2 separate regions of the Macaca mulatta genome follow, and region 2 is linked to region 1. Evidence: chromatin contacts called from public Hi-C data. All regions are on one chromosome and are shown on one strand. The core of a region is the stretch at or near the end of the contact, and the rest is flanking DNA. Distances in the headings are between cores, read along the strand shown. Region 1 holds the start of ZBTB18 (zinc finger and BTB domain containing 18). Region 2 overlaps AKT3 (AKT serine/threonine kinase 3).

The links. A called contact is a pair of places that touch in the nucleus more often than the background predicts.
Region 2: a Hi-C map of fetal cortex germinal zone shows a contact between it and region 1, with 2.8 times the contacts expected there. The contact joins the enhancer-like site here to the promoter of ZBTB18 in region 1. A contact is called at or near these places in 2 of 14 Hi-C or Micro-C datasets (fetal cortex germinal zone and fetal cortical plate).

The regions. Positions count from the first base shown.
Region 1 is chr1:5,080,522-5,083,239 of T2T-MMU8v2.0, reverse strand. ZBTB18 (zinc finger and BTB domain containing 18) reads left to right here and starts at 1,311. Exons shown (of 2, transcript NM_001257892.1): 1 at 1,311-1,475. The coding sequence starts at 1,463.
Region 2 is chr1:5,418,082-5,420,781 of T2T-MMU8v2.0, reverse strand. All of the region lies in intron 1 of AKT3 (AKT serine/threonine kinase 3), which reads right to left. Among named protein-coding and RNA genes, the nearest start is that of AKT3, 130 kb to the right of the region's middle. Within about 2 kb of position 1,266, at least 18 of the 40 cell types and tissues checked have an H3K27ac peak or open chromatin away from gene starts, as enhancers often do. A contact at or near this core is called in fetal cortex germinal zone and fetal cortical plate, where this site is marked.

The sequences.
Region 1 (2,718 bases), core at 62-2,561:
TTTATGGAGAATAGGTGGTGTGGCTGGAAAGAAATTGATCGCCCAAGGATGTCTCCTGGACTAAGCGTTCATAATTATGTCACTCACCGCGAAGTTGGAGAAAGTTAGGTTTGTGACTTTGGGAAAGCGAGAAGGACAGGAGAGTCGTCGGGTTTTGTTACTATTTAACTCTCCGCCACGGCTTTCTAATGGGAACGAAGTGGTTATCACCAGGGCTGGGACGCTGACGCCTCAGGCCCCAGTTCCTTTTCTACCCCTCGCCCTCCCAAGAGTCTGAGGAGATGTATTTGACATTCAGAGATGTCGCAGCACCCTGCCCGGCACCGGTCAGCCCAGCCCGGGTCGCGTTACAGTTTCATCAGCTTTTAGAAAAGACCCACAAACTCTGGCTGAAAAGTTCTCAAACTTACTAGACCTGGCTTCCCCCCACACAAAGATTTTCTTGTGATCATTAAACATGACAGAGTGACACCCCCCACACACACAAAAAAGATTGTTAAGGGACACAGATCAAGGGGAAGGCAAGGTTCTGCTTTTTCTGAGCAGAAAGATCAGATATGCAGGTGCAGCATTCATTTTAAGTGACTGTAGCAGGTTGTATCAGTTTATTAATTGGTCTCGTTGAACTGAAGTACTTTCCAGGATTTCAGAAAGTGCAGTTTCAGCTTGTTGGTACTGAGAATTGAAATTTGCATTGACTGTGGCAGTGTAGGAAATTTTTCTGAGAAGGTAGTTGTAGATAAGTCATTAAATAAGAGTGAAATAATAAGGTGAACCAGTCCGAAGTAATGGTTCTGAAGAAGTCTGCCAACGTTTGAGACATGTATACCATTGTCTCAGCAGAAAAAAAAAGTGCGGTAATAATGTTGAAATGGGACTGGAGATGTCAAATGGGTTGGTTTAAAAATATCCCTAAACTGCCTTAGAAACTAAACGTTGGAGTTAAATAAAAGTGAATCTGGATTTCCTGAATAGCACCGTGGCTTGAGTGTGCTGTCAGTATGTAAGCCAGTCCACCAACTTAAGACAGAAGTGTTGCTATTCCATAAATACAGTAGAACTCCATATGCTGAGTTTTTCAATTTCTTCTGTTAGAAAGTTTGGAAAAAAAGGAAGACTTTGAAGTATTTTGTTTATACTAACAGAAGAGAAAAGTTCTCCTAAGAAAAAGCTGGTGGCAGGAGTGTAGAGGAGTAGCATATGGCATTAAAAGGAGCACAGCTGGAGGTAGCATTTCCATCTGAACATGATGTCAGAGCAGCTGACAGCCTGCCATCCCTCAGCCTTTTATTCTAACACACAGACAGGGAGTTAGTGTGTGCGGATCTGTGGTGGAGAAGGTATCTCATTCCTCTCTAACATCATCTCCACTTTGCATCTGTCTCTCTTAGTCTGCTTTTTTTCCACCGATGTAACAGACCTGGAGCCAGCAGGACTCAGAGGAAAGGACTTAATCAGGTTTATGTGTCCTAAAGGTAGGAGTAGCAAGAGATTAGATTGAGCATATTTCTGTTTTGGTGTTTTGTTTATTTAATTTTAAAAATCACATTACTTTTCTAACCCAGTTTAGGAATAATATATGAAATTGAGTATTAAATGAACATCTTACTGGAGTTGAAAGTCTTGAGCTTGTTTAGTTTTAATTTTTTATCCCTTTTACTTGAGCGAGTAAATAACTTTAATACACAGAAATATGTCAAGTTTTGAAATGTTAAGAAAGGCTTTAAAATACTGCTTTTGGAAATCACGTTGGATTAAAATGCTTTTTTGTTGTTCACTGCTATTTAGATTTGACTGGGATGGTGGTGGTGGGGAAATACTAAACTGTCTGGAATCCAGCATTCAAACTTATATGAGAAGATTATTCTAGTTAAGAAGCTAGATTGTTGTGTAATTAATTCCACTGTGAAACTTTATTCTTCAAAACATTGAACAGCACTGCTGAAACATACAGCTGTAGTGCTTTTGAAACTGAAGGTTTTTAAGAAGAAGAAAAAAAAAACTTTTGTCCCCAGGAGAATAGTTTGACTGGTTTCCTCACTTCTCTTTCAAATATATATTTAAGAGATCTTTTATTTCAGCATAACAATAATTATTTGCAGGAGTTTTTGTGTTAGCGACTAATTTAGAACTTGTAGATTTGAGCTGCCTGAATTGGCCAGACAGCTGTAATCGCACTCCTCTATTCTTAATCTCTTTATCTGGGCAGCAGCTGCCATATGGCCACAGTCAGCTGGATCAGATGTTTATAAGCTTCCTTCTTCGTCCCTCTCTGTCCTCTCAGCCTCCTAATTTGATCACGGCTACCTTGTGAGCTGCCCTCCAATCTTTATTTTTAGCCTTCTCAAGGATTAGGATTGATGTTAGCTGTGGGGCACTTAAAGTGATTGTATTGTAAATCTTAGTTTATTCTAGCAGTGGCATCTTGCAGAATGTATTTGGGGTTAGGATAAAGTTTTAGTCTGTCTTGGGCAAAGTGTAGAAGAAGAAGAAGGAGGGAAGTAATTTCTGAATATTAAATTAAGTGTATCTATTCCCAAAATGCACTTGCTGAGATGGGTGGTGTGGAGCCTTGCTTCTGGTCACAGGAAAGGGGAAGTCGGGTCTTTCTTTTTCAGGAGTTTACCCACTGCAGTTGAATTCTGACCCTTTGTACATCTTTGCCTCTCCCCTCCGTCCATTTCACTCTCCCTCATCAGAAAACCAGGGCAATGATGA
Region 2 (2,700 bases), core at 17-2,516, 340 kb before region 1:
AAGTCAAGAGTTTCTCTTTTTTGTTTTCTAGTTATTCTATTCATATTGATTGGTTTTGAAATGTTACAAAAATTTTTGTGTTCTAGAAAATAAGTAATGTGGAAGTTTTACCTAAGGTTACTGTTTCTTCTCAATTATTTAAAGTGAAAGTAATAAACCAGACATTTAAGTAAACATACTCACTTCCATCTAAATATAAATGTTATCATAGCATTTGAAAACATTCCAGATATATCAAATCTCTAACACCTAATTATTAGACAAGAATGTATCAGAAGGAAATATACAACCAACTCATTAATGCTTGATAAAAATGCACGCTTGCCATTTATAGAATCCATGACAACCATGAGAAAGGTATGTACTGATCAAAAAGGCCAGGTTACTATATAACTTTGTTTCACAACTAAGGACATTTAAGTTCAAAGTATTATGGAATTACTTACAAAATAAACTGGGTACTCTCTACCTCACCCCTAGTGGTAGGCTATAAAACAAATCGATTCACTTTAAAATAGTTTATGTGCTGACTAGTGTTAAAACGTTCATGTATGCATTAAGATCATACCAAATCACCTGACTGATTTCTTAATCAAAAGCTCCTCTTGTCAGTTAGCAGTTCACACCTAACATTAGCCAAATAGGTTATCTACCATCAACACGGAGAAATAAGAAAGTTTGTATTGCCATTTAAAGAAGTTGCTTTCTAAAACTAGACATGAATAAGGGAGAGAAGAGGAAGTATTAAACCCCTAAACTAATTAACAAAATAAGGGAGGGGGGATGCAGGAAAACAATGATAATTAGTATGTACCCCTGGTTAACCAAATCCACACATACATTCATTCTGTATATGCACAAACATCAGCAGCATCATAAACCGTCTCAAGTTCTAGCCATTATTCAGTTCGACATCTGCACATGTTTATGCGTCTCTCCAAACAACCTCTTGAACACCCTGCTGGAGCTGTCATTTTTTTCTTCTCCCTATCTGGCAGATGGCAAGTCAACAATCGGCATCAACAGCAGCCGAATATCTCCCCCTCCATCCTACCCCCCTAAACAGACACAATAATAACTTCTTTGTGCTTCCCCACAATGCAGCTGCTTAAACCATTTCGCTACAAGGCTGCTTTGCCTTAATAAAAAAAAAAAAAAAAAAATCCCTTCTGTCAAGTCTAAAAAGCAGCATAATGTTAAGCAAGCTAAAGCCACAGCACAGCTGCAAACGGGCAGACACATTGACAGCTCCTCCCTTAACAAAGCCCTGTGAATTGAAGGGGGTTCATCTGAGGCTCACACAGTAATTAGTATAAAAAAGTCCGACAGCCTCTATTATGCTAAGGGAAAAAAAAAACTGGACAGAACTGGGCTGCTGTTTTGCGTCAAGAGTTCTGCTGCAGAGTAGATAAATCATGTTGGGTTTTTTCCTCTCTTTTTAAAGACAGTAATAAGGAGGATGAGAGAAGCTAATTTGAAAACTTGGACACAGTAATTGTACCATATGGTGAGCATTTATCCTTTCTGAAATGCACGCTAACAGTCACTTACATGCACACTGCTTTGTTTTACAGTTGTTATTCTCTCTACCATATTCATAAAATGGATTTGAATATGTGATACTCAAGAGAAGTTGTGTGTAATTAGCAATAGAACTGCCTAGGTTTAATTTATTGGCCTTGCACTGCAATCTAGTAAAATGCAAAACAAAATTAAACAATGTGTCCACTTTGTAAAAATATTTTTTCTTTAACTCAACAAAAAACTAATGAACACAGGTTCACTGGAGTGTTTCTAAGTTAAGGTACAGTATATTTTGAAAATTCCAACAGAATAAACTATAGCTGTTGATAAGATTTCTACTGGCCAATTTCGAAGATTATGCCACCATAAGAATAATTTTTCAGAAAGATCACCTGGTTTAATTTCGTATTTCACTGAAGCAGATGTAACTCTTCCTCATATATATCAGTAAACCTAGATGCAACAGAATTTCCTTGCATGTGTCCTAAAAATTTGAGGACAAGAAATTCTGTCATTTATTAAATAATTATTAAGTACTATGTGCCAAGCACCTATATGGCACAGGGAGGAGAATATAGAACAGTTTTCATCTTTTTTAAAATCTAAACATAAATTGACTGATTTTGTCTACTTCAAAATTCTATAAAAATCTGTCTACTATTTGAAGAAAGACTTTAATAACACTAGTAGTATGCTGGTCATCATGACACAATATATATCAAAATGACATTTTTCTGAGAGAAAAGTCATATAGGGAACAAGATTAGTTTAATTAGAAGTAAATTCACTGTAATGACATCTGTGTGCCCCTTTTAGGTAAAATATTCTGTGTTTCCTCAATATAAACTATGTTCTAAAACTGACATACTCAACTAGAACTCATATGAACCCTTAAATTTCAAGTGGAGTAAAATCACTGGTCTGAATTTCTACAGCTTCCATGTGACCACAAGTATCCTTCTGATCAATATTTTGGGGACATGAAAAAGCAAAATATTTTAAGGTATTATTAGTTCAAGACAGAACTAAGCGTCCCTACTAAAGCTTGAAGTAATCTGTCTTTAGAAGAAAGACTGTGACTCCACTCAGGAAATTGGGCATAATTACATTAAGAAGGAATGGTTTCATCCAAAAAGTACCAGTAATAATTTTCTATAATAAATCTCCATTTTGGCT